4 separate regions of the Mus musculus genome follow, and all the other regions are linked to region 3. Evidence: chromatin contacts called from public Hi-C, Micro-C and promoter capture Hi-C data. All regions are on one chromosome and are shown on one strand. Each heading gives the region's core, a stretch centred on a gene start, on an enhancer-like site or on the middle of the called end of the contact. The rest is flanking DNA. Distances are from core to core; before and after follow the strand shown. Region 1 holds the start of Cdk9 (cyclin-dependent kinase 9 (CDC2-related kinase)). Region 2 holds the start of 6330409D20Rik (RIKEN cDNA 6330409D20 gene). Region 3 holds the start of Ptges2 (prostaglandin E synthase 2). Region 4 holds the start of Fpgs (folylpolyglutamyl synthetase).

The links. Hi-C and Micro-C count contacts between places; a contact is called where the count stands out from the background. Capture Hi-C pulls out chosen DNA fragments and counts their contacts.
Region 1: a contact with region 3 is called in a Micro-C map of embryonic stem cells, with 5 times the contacts expected there. The contact joins the promoter of Cdk9 here to the promoter of Ptges2 in region 3. A contact is called at or near these places in 2 of 39 promoter capture datasets (cranial neural crest and liver), 4 of 484 Hi-C or Micro-C datasets (LSK cells, embryonic stem cells, liver and 1 more), 3 of 115 datasets of contacts at active chromatin or transcription factors (the SCID.adh cell line, embryonic stem cells and memory CD8 T cells) and 2 of 9 other capture datasets (adipose tissue and liver).
Region 2: a promoter capture Hi-C map of adipose tissue shows a contact between it and region 3. The contact joins the promoter of 6330409D20Rik here to the promoter of Ptges2 in region 3. A contact is called at or near these places in 1 of 115 datasets of contacts at active chromatin or transcription factors (pancreatic cancer cells) and 4 of 9 other capture datasets (adipose tissue, embryonic stem cells, liver and 1 more).
Region 4: a contact with region 3 is called in a Hi-C map of the C2C12 cell line, with 2.4 times the contacts expected there. The contact joins the promoter of Fpgs here to the promoter of Ptges2 in region 3. A contact is called at or near these places in 5 of 39 promoter capture datasets (the 3T3-L1 cell line, the SN4741 cell line, liver and 1 more), 1 of 15 datasets of contacts at CTCF or cohesin (embryonic stem cells), 10 of 484 Hi-C or Micro-C datasets (the AML12 cell line, the C2C12 cell line, the G1E-ER4 cell line and 3 more) and 4 of 9 other capture datasets (adipose tissue, embryonic stem cells, liver and 1 more).

Annotation. Positions count from the first base shown.
Region 1 is chr2:32,711,321-32,714,895 of GRCm38.p6, forward strand. It overlaps Cdk9 (cyclin-dependent kinase 9 (CDC2-related kinase)), which reads right to left and starts at 1,464. Exons shown (of 7, transcript NM_130860.3): 1 at 1,245-1,464; 2 at 711-792. The coding sequence starts at 1,336. It overlaps Mir2861 (microRNA 2861), which reads right to left and starts at 1,568; the gene lies at 1,487-1,568. It overlaps Mir3960 (microRNA 3960), which reads right to left and starts at 1,652; the gene lies at 1,580-1,652. It overlaps Gm33457 (a long non-coding RNA gene), which reads left to right and starts at 1,990. Exons shown (of 2, transcript XR_001783272.2): 1 at 1,990-3,429.
Region 2 is chr2:32,739,149-32,742,346 of GRCm38.p6, forward strand. 6330409D20Rik (RIKEN cDNA 6330409D20 gene) reads right to left here and starts at 1,868. Exons shown (of 3, transcript NM_027529.1): 1 at 1,302-1,868. The coding sequence starts at 1,612. The region is part of intron 3 of Sh2d3c (SH2 domain containing 3C); the gene reads left to right.
Region 3 is chr2:32,394,391-32,397,856 of GRCm38.p6, forward strand. It overlaps Ptges2 (prostaglandin E synthase 2), which reads left to right and starts at 1,500. Exons shown (of 7, transcript NM_133783.2): 1 at 1,500-2,160; 2 at 3,148-3,345. The coding sequence starts at 1,885.
Region 4 is chr2:32,692,159-32,695,582 of GRCm38.p6, forward strand. Fpgs (folylpolyglutamyl synthetase) reads right to left here and starts at 2,017. Exons shown (of 15, transcript NM_010236.2): 1 at 1,831-2,017; 2 at 435-563; 3 at 293-346. The coding sequence starts at 1,968.

The DNA.
Region 1 (3,575 bases), core at 214-2,713, 320 kb after region 3:
AGTCAGGAAACACAGGCAGTTGATCCTCTGTGAGTCTGAGAACAGCCTGGACCAAACAGTGAGTTCCAGGACAGTTGGGGCTACAGAGAGATTTTGTGTCAAACAAAACATAGAGTCCCTGTTTCAGGGAAACACACACACCACAGCACTGGCTATCCTCCCCCAGGACCCAGGTTCAATTCCCAGCACCCACACAGTGGATCTTTTGTCCCAAATGATCCAAGGCAACCTGGCACACCTTTCTGGCTTCCTCAGGTACCCAGGTACTGGAGAATAGTGCTGTACACAGACATGCCAGAAAACAGAAGACCCTATAGACGCAAAGTAAGACAAACAGCATTTTCCTTACAAAGGCAATGCTGCTGAGGCTGATGGAAACAACACCTTTCAGAACATCACCTTAAGCTCAGCGGCCTTTTAAACGGCTTGTGCACAAATGGTCTCTTCATACAAAACAAAATTCAACGCCAAGCTAAGCTGAAAGTTTTCTAGAGTCAACCTGCACTCCATGGGAAAAGCACAGGCTCCCTCCCGTGGCTCCCACAGAACTCTGCCACTAAAGCTCAACAGTGTAAATGGAAAGCCAAATTCCTTGTTCCATGGAAAACCGAAAAACACTAGGTCGAATCTCAGCACAAAACCCTTTGAAGTAGCGGTGTGGAAACCCAGCCAGGTTAGAAGAAGGTCGGCCCAGTGGTCCATATACTCACCCCCTCCTTCTCATTCTCCATCAACACTTTCTTCAGAGCCACCTTCTGGCCCGTCTGACGGTGCTTGGCTTTAAAGACTTCCCTGCAGGCACAGAGAAAGACCCAAGGGACCCATAAGGCATTTCCGCAGGGAGTGCCCCTCCCCCGCGCGAAGGGGAGCAGCAGGAGCCCAGACCCACGGCGGGCGGGGTGCGGCCTCGGATCCGGGACGCGGTCATTCCACACCGCGTGTCTTCCGTCCTCCTCCCGGCCTCTGCTTACTCCTACTCAGCCCCTACTCCTCCCCTAGAGGTGGCCGCTCACATTCGGAGTGGCTCTCAGCAACCCTACCCAACCCCCATCACGGGCCCCAGGCTCCTCCCCGCCAGTCGGCTCGGTTGGGCCGGGAACGTCTGCGCCGCGGCCGAGCAAGACCGGGCAACAGCCACGAAAACAGAAGCTTCCGGACCACCTCGGCCCGGGCTCTGGGCGACCCGACGTCGGCCCTGGAAAGTGCAGGTCCCGGGCTCGCGGTCCCACGCGGCCTAATCTTACCCGAATGTGCCTTGGCCGATCTTGGCAAGTTTCTCGTACTTGGTGACCTCATCGCAGAACGGGCATTCCACCGAGTCGTACTGCTTGGCCATGGCCACCTCCAGCGCGCCTCCGCCGCCGCCGCCGCCGCCGCCCCCAGCCGCAGCTCCCGCCGCTCCCGGTCCCGCCACACTCCAGGCCCCTCCGCGGCCGCGCCACTTCCGCCTCCACGGCCACTTCCGGCCTCGAGGTGCCGAGCCCGCCTCTTCCGGTCTCCGCCCGCCGCCAGGCCCCCTGGGACTTGTAGTTCCCGGGAGGCCAGGGGGAGCCGGAGCTGCAGAGGAGCCTCCGCCGCCGCCACTGCCCCCGCCTCCGCCGCCGCCGCCAGCGCTGTTGGCGGCCCCGATCGGGGGCGCAGGAAGCCGTGGCGCTGGGGCTGGGGCTCGCGGCGGTGCGTCCCGCTGCATTGGCCCGGGCCGTGCTGCTGCCGAAGCTGCTGCCGCTCTGGCTCCCGATCCGGGGCCAGCCGCAGTGCCCTGCTCCTCCTCCTCCGACGGCGCCGCCTCCGCCGGGCTGCGCGGGGCGGCGGGTGGTGGTGGGGGGAAGGCCTGGGGGCGGAGGCTCCCTGGCCAAGCCCGGCCCGGGGCGGCAGGGCAAGGGGGCGAGATAGGCAGAGCAGACGAGGAGGCGGCCCGAAAGCCCGGGAGGGGGCGCGTTATAAAGGGGGAGGTGCCCGTCCTGGCCTCCCCTCCCCCTCCGCCCACCCCCTCCCTCCTCCTCCCACCCTTCGCAGCCGCACCTGCCGCCGCCGCCTCCCGCCCTCCCGCTCCCAGTCCAGCGTCCGCCCTCGGCGCGTCACTGCTCGCAGCCCCTCCTCTGCCTTTGGAGGTGGGGCTCCGCACTAGACACCTGCCTGCGGCTCCCTCCTGCGTGCCTCAGTTTATCCCCCGAATGCCAGCTGCTACAGAATGGCCCTTCTTCCAGGACCGGGAGTGTGCTCCCGGTGAGGCGAAGGCAGGAGGTGCCGTGGGAGCGGCCTTGAGGCCAGGGGAAGAGAGAACTGCCCCCGCTGCCGCCTCCGTCGTCTCAGCCACCCGCCGTTGACATGGCAACTGACGGCCGCCAGGGGGCGCGGCGACACTGTGGGCGGTGAGCGATCAACGCTCAGGCCTAAACCCTTGGATCTTGTGTTGTCAGGATGGATCTACTACAACCTTCCTTCACAGAGCCGCGCCAAAGCTGGTCTGTCCAGAGTCAATCATCCCCAAAACTGTTAACATTGAGCCGGCACTCCTGATGCTTTTGAAATGGGCGTGAGCCGGGCCTTGATGGCGCACGCCTTTAATCCCAGCACTTGGCAGAGGCAGATGGATTTCTGAGTTCCAGGCCAGCCTGGTCTACAGAGCCAGTTCCAGGACAGCCAGGAAAAACAACAATAACACAGAGAGACAGAGAGGAGAGTCTGAAGTCTGTTCTGTCTTCCTCTACTGTCTTGAAATTCTGAGCTGATCATGGCCGATTTTTCCAGCGTTTACCTCCTGGTCTGTGGTCCTACAAGCTCCCTTCTGTTTCAGTTTCCCAATCCCTCCTGTCTTCAGAGTTGCCACCCCACTCTCCAGGGTCAGCTGCAGGCTTCCCGTTTGCTTCCCCCTCTTGTTTGATGGAGACAAGTCGTGGCTGGTCTGGTGCTCACACAGTAGTCTAGGCTGACCTTTGAACTCCAGGCATCCCTCCCAACTCACCGTATCACTGTGTCCAGCAGTGCTTTCCAGGTTTATCCCACATTGTCTGGGCTTGAAGATTCTTGGAAGGAGGACTGGTTTCGGGGACCCTGGAGCCCCAGAGTACCTACTATGAGAAGGGTCCTGGCAGCAAGATTTTTCAAGACCCTCCATAGAGCCAGGGCTTTAAAGGAGATCAAGCCATATGACCCAGAGCCTACCTTCCTGGATACACTGCTTACCTGAAACAAGAAGTGGTGGTGGGGGGATGCCACCAGGGGTAAGGAGAGAGTACGTGCATTAATTATGATGACAGGATGTGGCTAAGTCCTCCCTTTAGCCCTGCACAGGAGTTATTTCTATTATCAGTTATTCACGGAGCACTGCTCTTCCCTCCACTGTACATAACGACCCTGACACTCAGAGGTGAGATGACTGGGCCATGGTCACACTGCCAGTCAGTGGCCACACTAGCTTTGAACCAGGTAAGTTTGGCATAAACTCCCAACAGTCCTCCTATGTCAAGGCCCCTCCCAATCTGGGCTCAGCATGAAAGCGTGACAAAACTTGGGAGTGATCTCACCTGGCACTCACTGCCCCCGGGGGTGTGTGTGAGGAGTAGTGGGGGGGG
Region 2 (3,198 bases), core at 618-3,117, 350 kb after region 3:
AGTGAGTTCCAGGACAGCCAGGGCTACACAGAGAAACCCTGTCTCGAAAAACCAGAAAGAAAGAAAGAAAGAAAGAAAGAAAGAAAGAAAGAAAGAAAGAAAGACAGACAGACAGACAGACAGACAGGAAGGAAGGAAGGAAGGAAGAAAGAAAGAAAGAGAGGGGAGAGGGAGGGAGGGAGGGACCACCCACCCACCCAACAAACCTATGGCTTCCTCATAGTCAAAAGGGATCTTGTGGGGCAGAGCTGGTACCAAGCCCCAAGGCGGAGGCTCAGACTCAGGACAATGTCCTTGGCCTTCTCCAGTCAGAAGCTCCACCAGAGTCAGCCCTAGATGAGCAGCAGCTGCTGCAGAGAGCAGGGGAGAGGTGCCAGCTCTTCGTGTAAAGGGTTCTCAGGCCAGGCAGGGAACCAGAGAATTGCACAGTTTGGACATATTTTATAATCCAACAGAACTAGGATTTATCTATTTATTTACTTGCTTGCTTGCTTGCTTACTTATTCAGTCACTACCCTGCTTGGTTCCTGTGGTGCTCGTCTTCCTGCAGGCGAGGCTAGTGCTCTATGCACAAAGCCATATCCCTTGCTCTAGATTTTAGTTTCAAGTCTGACAGTGACTTGGGTGGCTTGCTTCTCTGACACTTAGCATTTGCTTATGTGAAACAGGGGACTTTGGGGGCTCAGTGAGACTGTGCCACGAGGGGATGCTTGAGTCTGGGCCAGGGCAGCTGGCCTGGCCCCAGATTTCAGGGATACTGAGTCACTGAGCTGTTATAGCACGGGAGGGGTTATGTGAGGGAGTTGAGCTGAGGTAGGAGATGAACCCCACAGATCTGCTCTGTCTGGCAAGGCAGCGTGAGCCTTCTGAGGATTTGTGGCTCTCTCGTCTTTTTATGGAGTTAAGATATAGATTTTAGGGCTGTGGATATAGCTGGGGGTCTAACCTTTGCCCAGCTTGCATGAGGCCCTGGGTGCCATCTCATTACAGAGGGTAAAATACTTTAAACAATTATAAGGGGGATAACACCTGCTCTCTGTACCCAGAACCCCCAGTTCTTAAAGGAGTCCTAGCTTCTGTTCTTAAAGTCTCTGCCTATGGGGGTTGGGATCAGCTATTTCCAAACGCCATTCCTGCCCTGAAAGTGTTCTTCTTTGAAGAGTGTCCACAACTCCAAAATCCAAACAATGTCAGGGATCCTGGACTCTCAGGGTTTCAAAAGACCAAAGACAGAAAGTTTCAGTCACGGTATTCAGAGCTTCCAGTATATCTACATCTGGGGACCAGAGATGTGGACTCACCTGCTTGATGTCGCATAGGCTGTGGGGAGAGTTTGGATACCAGATTTATCTAGATGATGATGATGACGATGGCGACGACGACGACAATGATGATGAATCTCATGTATTCCCAGAATGGCCTTGAGTTTACCATGTAGCCAAAGATGATCTTGAACTTGTAATATTCCTGGTTTCACCATCTGGCTGTTGAGATTACAGGTGTGAACCACCAGGTCTCCGTTATGAAGTGCTTGGGATTTACTTGCTGGGCAAGCAGACATTCTATCAGCTAATGTGGTCCATCCAGATTTTGATTCTTTCTGTGTTGCCATTGGACTCCATGCCTATCCCTCGGTAGGCAAACACTCTAAGAGCCCCAAGTCTAGGTTTTGTGATGCCTAGTTATGACACAGTAGAGCATCTTTACTGGATAATTATCTGTACCGGGCAACTTTTTTTTTTTTTAATTGGGCGTGGTGACATTCACAAAGTTCAACACAGGTCTTCACCGTGCATTCCAGACATCTTCACACAAGCCAGTCGGGGTTTAAAGAGAAGGGCCCCAGGGTGGGAAGCCCCGCGAGTTAGAGAGGCAGGTGAGCCGCACTTGGCACTTTAACAGCCTTAGGAGTGTGGTACAGTCAGAGTGAGCCTGCCAGTCTAACCCTGCTATTCTCAATTAGAGATGAGAAACCCAAAGCCACAAAGGATTGGGTTAAACATGGGGATTTTTGTAGCTTTAGATCGAATTGAATTCAAAGTCCCTGCCGGTTCCCTCCAGGTCTGGAGAGGTGCGAGAGAGGGGAAAAGCAGGAGGCTCTCCGCGTCCGCCCTGGGGGGGCCCCTACTCCACCCCACTGCCCTGGGTGGCAACCTCTTGGCAGGTCCTGGGGAACCCGCACAGGGGAATGGGGTGGTGGTGGAGGGAGGAACAATGGTCCCCTCCCCTCCCTCTCCTCGCTCCCCTCCCTCCCCAGCTGGCTGGAGGGTGGGGTCTCCCCGCCCCGCCTCCCTGCTCCTCCCCCGACCAGGCGATGAGGTAATCGCGCCGCTGAGAGGCACGCGCAGCCGGTGCCCAGCCCGGTCGGTCCCCGCGCCCCTGCCCCTTCGGCCGTCACCCCTGGTACGCTCGGGGGACCCGGGTCTCCTGGCCGCACCATGACCGAGCGTTGCAGCCTGTGGAGTGCGCTGTCCGCCGCCGCCTGCTGCTTCTACCGTGGCTCGCTGGTACAGGTGCAGGTGAGGGGGCGGCATGGGGACCCGGGTCACTGCGCCCCGCCGCTGAGATGGGGACCTCAGTCCAAGAGCATCCCCGCAGGGTCGTGCAGTCCGGACAGCCAGCGAAGGGAGGGGGCGGGGTCGCCATAGCTCACCTCGGGGTGACCAGGGCGCTCCACGGGATGCGGGTGCAGGGTGCCATTCCTTGGACTCTAGACTGCAGGAGACGTGATAGGGAGTTGGAGCTGGAACTCGGGCTAGGAGATGGGGTTCCTTCTGTCACTTATGAGGTCCCTGCTGCTGACCCCAGGCCACCTGGCTCCCTATTGTACCAGGAACGCAGGGCTGGTGTCTAGAGGCTGAATGAGAGGCAGGATGCGCAGTGCACGCTGAGGACACCACGGTGTCACTACCTTCCTTCCATCTGGGTGGGCTCGAGGTACTGGGTTGTAGGTCTCCCAGTCCAGCTGGCCCAGGAGCGCAGGAGCGCACAGCGGCGGTGCGAGGGTTAAACGGAAGGGGGTGGAGGGGAGGACCCGGACCCCGCCTCTCTGCAGAGCATCCTCTGGGGTGGCTGTGCCTGGGGTTGGGATACCTAAGGGAGCCAGGGGAGTGGTGGGAAACCAGCTGGTAGGAAGGGGCTGAGACCCTGACAGAGGTTCTCTGCACTCCTGCCTCTTGGGCATCCTGGGAGATGCGG
Region 3 (3,466 bases), core at 250-2,749:
CACCAACGGCCAGTTCCTCACAGTTGACACCCCGAAGGACGCCTACATTTCAGAAGACAGACAAGGGCAGACAGTCTGGTTTGTAACAGTGTACCCATTCCATTCTCTCTCTCTCTCTCTCTTTTTTTCTTCTTCTTTTTTTGAGACAGGGTTTCTCTGTTTACCCCTGGCTGTTCTGGAACTCACTCTGTAGACCAAGCTGGCCTCGAACTCAGAAATCCACCTGTCTCTGCCTCCCAAGTGCTGGGATTAAGGGCGTGCACCACCATGCCTGGCACCCATTCCATTCTTTTTTTTTTTTTTTTTTTTTTTTTCGAGACAGGGTTTCTCTATATAGCTCTGGCTGTCCTGGAACTCACTTTGTAGACCAGGCTGGCCTCGAACTCAGAAATCTGCCTGCCTCTGCCTCCCAAGTGCTGGGATTAAAGGCGTGTGCCACCACGCCCGGCACCCATTCCATTCTTGCAAACTGATCTAATCATTTCCTAAATGACTCAATTATTATTATGATCACTCCACTCCTTAGTTTCAGTTTATAGATTTTGAGGGCCACAGATATCCTAATGTGGTTACATTGGGGATAGTTTTCCCTGGCCACGAGGGAAAACCGTCCTTATTTGCTGGGTCCTTGGTTGAAGCACACTAGGATCAGAAGTCATAGGGAGACAGGAGACGTAGGTGAGGAGGGGAGGTGAACTTATCAGAAACCGAGAAGTGTGACAGGCAGTGGGGCCTCTCAGCCCAGGCTGCAGCGCCACCTTTCTGAAGTTTTGTTCAGTTTGGGGGCTTCAACAGCCTCATTTTCCCCAACAGTATAATAAGATTGGTAGGTACTGTTCTCTAGTACAGGTTTCAGGCATTTGTTCCAGGATGCCGTTCTGGCTAGCCCCAGGACTGTTCCGGGACAACTCCTGCCCTACTTAGAAGGCTGTGTTTGAGCTGGAATCCTCCGTGCCTTTTAAGCCCATTTTTCTCTTCCCAGCTAGGTTTTCACAGAAAAATACGTTGGGGCCACCTAGCCTTTTTCGCTCTCCTAGGCCTGCATGCGCAGGTTCCAGATGCGTCTGGGTATTGTGGGCTCTGGCGCTGCCAGGCCCGGGAGAAAGCGAAGGCGGTGGATCGTACCCAGATCAGACTCTGGAACAGCCATTCCCCTACAACTCCATACCCGCTCGCCAAGGAACCCCACCTCTCCCTCTCGATTCCACGCCCACTATAAGGCCCCGCCCTCTTTCGGCTTCGGGGCGGGGTCAAGTCAGGGCTGTCCGCGGAGAAGCCTAGGCAGTGGAGGTCGGGCGCTCCGTTAAGACAAGTAAATTCGCAAAGGCCTGGGGTGTCCTGGGAACCTTCGCTCATTCCCATTCAGGCCTGAGAGGTCTTCGGGCTGCCAAGCCGGCCACTTAGCGTGGGCCATTTCCGCGACACGTGGTTTCCAAGGCCCCCCGCTGGATTTGAGAAAAGTTTATGGTTCGCATCATAGCAGCAGAGTACAGCATTGCGGGAGGGCAGAGAGAGTCTGAGACAATGCAGCCACCCACTGGAGACCGCGTCGGACCTTTTCTGGGGAGTGAATGGGTCGGAAGACCAATGTTCTCCCTGCCATCGTAGATGCACGATGTGGAAACGCCCGACCACGAGTTACAGGTCATCATTGTACCCTCAGAAGACAGCGACGCCAAGCCACTTCCTAAGCCCCTGGGGTGTGCTTCTGCCTCTCAGACAGGCATGCGCTCTCAGATCCCTCAAGGACTCTGGTCCTACTTGGCGTCATCGTTACCCTAGGCAACACGCAGGCCCGGTACTGTCCCTTTAAGGAATCCTAGAGCCGCCCTGGTTGGGCCATTTTGGTTTTGCGCGCTCGCCCGCAGCGCCGGCAGAGCGAACATGGCCCAGGCGGCGCGCCTTTCGTGGGTGCTTGTCTCTAGCCGGTGCGCCCTGACTGAGGGGCTGCTCACACGACCCTGGCAGCCGCTCTCGGCACAGAGCCGGGCTGGCTTCACCAGGGTGGCTGCCGGAAGCCGGGGCGCCGCGGTCCGCAAGGGGAGCCCGCGGTTGCTGGGGGCGGCGGCGCTGGCCCTGGGCGGCGCGCTGGGGCTGTACCACACCGTGCGGTGGCACCAGCGTTCCCAGGACCTCCGCGCGGAGCGCTCGGCTGCGCAGGTAAGACTTGGCTGGCACGGACTGCTGACGGGGAGCCGGGATTAGCCCCGAACTGCTGAGAAGCCGCAGGGTCAGGAGAGGCCTCTTTCGCCCGCTTGTGACCTTGGGCGAGTGTCTTGGCCTTAAGAGTGCGAGGAGGGTGGTGCTATCGCCCACGACTTAGAGCTGTATGTATCGCATGCCATGGTCTGTATTGTGATTTAGGGGCGTGTGTGTGGCACCGGGAGTAATCTTTATGGAACGAGTGACCCTGACTTCAGACTCAGAACTGGAGGCGTGCTCCAGCCCACCGTGGCTCGGCAGCCCTGTAGACCTTTCATGAGTTGCAGTCTTTAGCCCTTCTCCGCCCTGCCTCCCATGCTCCTTTCCTGCACCCAGGAACTGGAACTGGCGCGGAGTCCCTGCGGTTCACTGCTCTCTTCTCTGCCCAACCGATTTCCATCTGAAGACTGAGGGGAGGGGGGCTGCAATTGTAGCAAGCTCACCTGAAGGCTTCCCTGCAGAGGAGCTAAATGCAGCCTCCTCCCTCTTCGTTTGGAGATCTGAGGTAGATCTCACTTCTGGCCAGTGCTGCCTGGCCAGTTGGTCAGCTCTGCCAGTTACTCAGAAAGAGTTGGAGAAGTTAGGGGTAAGGGGTGGGAGTGGAGGAGACCTTAAGGACTATTAAGCTGGAGGAAGACACACCCTAGGACTGTCTTCTGTCCCCTTTGGGACAGGAGAAAGATGAACTCGCTCGAAGGGGCGCAGGGACCCCCCCCCCCCCCCACACACACACAGTGTTAGAGCCTCCTGGCCCTGCGGTATACTTGTTGGGCACTTGCAGGTAGGCTGTCTGTCACTCTCTGAGCCCCTTGCCCACCTTTCCTCACTCTCTTTTCAGGGTCACCTTAGAGGACTTCCTGAAGAAAGGTTTGCCTGAGGCGGGTGTGGAGCAAGAGTTCTGGGACCCCAGGTGTTACAAGCCCCATTGTTTTTCTCTTCCCCCAGCTGCCCCTGTCGAACAGCCTGCAGCTGACCCTGTACCAGTACAAGACATGTCCCTTCTGCAGCAAAGTCCGTGCCTTCCTCGACTTCCACTCCCTGCCCTATCAGGTGGTGGAGGTGAATCCCGTGAGAAGGACTGAGATCAAATTCTCCTCCTACAGGAAAGTGCCCATCTTGGTGGCCCAGGAAGGAGACAGCTTGGTGAGCTTTGGGGATCTCATGCCTCCTTTCTGTCCCCAGTGATCTAGGAGTCACCCTAAATCTGATCTTGCTTTATACTCTAATAGAACTTGTGATTCCTGGGTTTCCACGGTGAGCAGGG
Region 4 (3,424 bases), core at 767-3,266, 300 kb after region 3:
TATGGTGTGTGTGAGGACAGCGACAGTGCACTCCTACACATACAATAAATAAATACATCTTTAAAAAAATAAGGTGAACCGAGCAGTGGCGGCACATGCCTTTAATCCCAGCACTTGGGAGGCAGAGGCAGGCATATTTCTGAGTTCGAGGCCAGCCTGGTCTACAGAGTGAGTTCCAGGACAGCCAGGGCTACACAGAGAAACCCTGTCTCGAAAAACCAAAACCAAAAAAACAAACAAAAAAAGGTGGATGGGCACCAGTCCACCACATGGACTCCTGGATTGCTCTTACCTTCCCTTTGGTCCCAGTGACATGAATAATGTTTAGCCGGTTCAAGTCCTCCACCTACAACAGACAGAAAGGTCCTCGCCTCAGCCACTGGGCTCGCACGCGCAGATAGGGTCGAGATGTCTTGCAGGATGTACAACCTTACCTGCAGTCCACTCCGTGCCAGGTACATCTCCATAGCCTCCAGCTGCGCCTGGGGGTCACTCCGTTGGCGCTTTACCTGCTCCAGGTAGCTGGCATTGGTTTGCAGGGTGTTGAGCGTGCGCACAGCATCCTAGCAACCATAGTCCCAGTTCAGTGAGGGTCCTTAAGGACAGAGAGACCCAGCCCACCAGTGGCAAAACCAGGGCAACAGGCCCGTTATACCAGCCACGCTGCCTTTGCCGACAGCTATTTGGTGGGACAGCCCTGGCATATCTCCAGTTCTAGCAAAGATGGGAGCCATGGGCAAGCTAGCCCCACCCAGGGAGTGCCAGGTAAAGCTGGCAAGATTAACGGACCTTCATTTCCTGGGCTGCCTTCCCCAAGCTTCTATGCCCTCAGCCTTCACACACAAGACCAACCCTGGAAGGAAGGTTTTTTCCTTAATCTCTCTACCACTATACTGGACACCCACTGAGTGGGGGCCAGGACGTTAGAAATCTAGGAACTTTGAATTTTGGAATATTTGAGAGTTCCACCTTCTAACCCTAAGACAAGACAATGTAAGTAAGCAATTAGATCTGGAAGAGGAGGTACAGAGGGAGGGAAAGTACACTCAAGAGTTGTCGGGCCAGAATCCACAGGTGGGTACAGACAGCCTCAGGAGACGGCTTTGGGGGATGGGAGTGGAAACAGAAAATAAACAGAGAGGCCTAAATGAGAGGCATTTGAGGATATAAATCCAGTCGTGTGTTTCAATTACCCTACATTCTGAGAAACCTGTGCTTAGGCAGTTCCTTTCGGGCACCAGCTGGGTCGCCTGCCCTCTTATCCTCAAGGCTTGGCTGGAAGCCTCACAGCCCTAAACCGGTGCCACCTGCCTGGCCAGCATTAAGTTCTGGTCATTGACAACTGACCCTGGCACAGTTTGTAATCTACAGTTTGTTCTAGATTCTTGGTCTCTTTATTGCCTCTTTTTCTGCCTGCCCGCCGGTCAATTCTGAATACTTAGATTCCAGTCTTCGAGTCTTGGAGACCCCAATCCCAGATCCTCCTGGGTACTTCCACTCTGTACTCCAGAACTCCTCCCTTCCCTTCATCCTGCATTGCCCTGCATTGGAACTTCTAAAACTCAATTCAGATTCTGGACGTTCTGGTGTGTCACCTGCGCCCATTCCCTCTGCAACACCGGACACGCGCTCTCAGAATTCCCACATCGGGCCACCTGAGCTCAACTTTCCGGTCTCTGTCACCTCCCCTGGGCTCTGGGATGTCCCCGCCTCTCGAGCCCCGCAACTTCATGCTCCGGTGCCCCCAGCAGCTGGCGGAGAGCGGAGCAAGGCTCCGGTGCTGCCCACGTGTCAGTACGGGACCGTTTGCCCGCGGGAACGGTCAGAAACCTGATACTCCATGCCCGGCTCCTGTGGCGCTGGCCACGCGCTCATCCCCCGCCGCGCCGCGCCCTCCGTCGTTGCACCACGCGCAGAAACAGCTGCCAGGGACAGAGTCGAGCACAGTCGGCTCCGCGCCCACGACATAGTCTTAATGCCACCGCAAGCTAGGCCTGGGCCGGAGCCGCCCCGCTTCGCCCCGCCCCGCCCTGACGCCATCCTAAGACCCACCAATCCGAGTCTCTAGATTTTCCCGGACCAATGAGAAGCAGCGCCTTATCACGGCCATCTTTGTGAGGGGCAGATGGTCCGGAGGTGCGCTGCTCTCGCCATGCTTCTAGGGGGCGCTCTGCCGGGGAGGGTGGAGGGAAGAGGGTGTTCCTGGGAGGGGGTCCTCCATCTTAAAGGAACTCTGTACTCTTTTCGTCGCTATCCTCCACAGGTCTGTGCCAGGTCTTAAGGACTTCGCTGTACATCCAAAAATAGCCAATCCGAGCCAGCAGTTCTCAGTCCCGACTCCTTGGCAGAGAAGCTCTGAGCTGGAATAGAATTACAGGGCTGGCAGATGCCTGTGTCATCAATTCCCAGCACCGAAATGTCCTGGCTCACGCAGACAGTGGGGATGCAGCCTTTTCGGTCAAGAATATGACCCCGTCTCTCCAGGCTTTTTTTTTTTTTCCCCTTCGGTTTTTCGAGACAGGGTTTCTCTGTACAGCCCTGGCTGAACTGCAGCTCACTCTGTAGACCAGGCTGGCCTCGAACTCAGAAATCCGCCTGCCTCTGCCTCCCAAGTGCTGGGATTAAAGGCGTGTGCCACCACGCCCGGCCTCTCCAGACTCTTAACTCACTCTAGAAGCCTAGGAAGACTTCCCGGAAGAATGACACCCCTATCGAGGCCTGTGGGGTTCGGGGGGGGGATTTCCAGGCTAAGAAGGAGACAGTGGGAAAGACTTCCATTTGGTTGGACCGGGTTGCTCCCGGGATGCTTCATCAGCAGGGACCTGGAGCCCCGTATGAAATTAGGTTTGGAGAAATGGCTCAGTGGTTAAGTCTCAAGGTTCAAGTCTTAGGACCCACACTGCGGCTCACAATTGTAGACTCCAAACTGGGGATCTGACCCGACTCTGGCCTCCAAAAGCACAATGCAAACAGGCAAAAATATTAAGTAAAGATAAAAAAATTTTGGCTGGGCAGTGGTGGCGCACGCCTTTAATCCCAGCACTCGGGAGGCAGAGGCAGGCAGATTTCTGAGTTTGAGGCCAGCCTGGTCTACCGAGTGAGTTCCAGGACAGCCAGGGCTGTACAGAGAAACCCTGTCTCGAAAACAAACAAACAAACAAACAAACAAATAAATAAATAAATTGGAGTAAATTTGCTGGCTTTAGGGGAAGGTGTGTAATCTTATTGGGGCGTTGGAAACTCCCCCGTGGTAGAAAGTGGATTTGAGGGCCCTCTGGGGGAGGGAACAGTAGTCTCACCTTATTGTAGGTGAGGTACTTCCATTTGTGGAAGGCACTGGACAACAGCAATGGGTTTTCAATCTCTCCTGCTTTTCTACATTGGGCTTAAATATTTAGCAGAGATTTCTATTTTAAATAAGCAA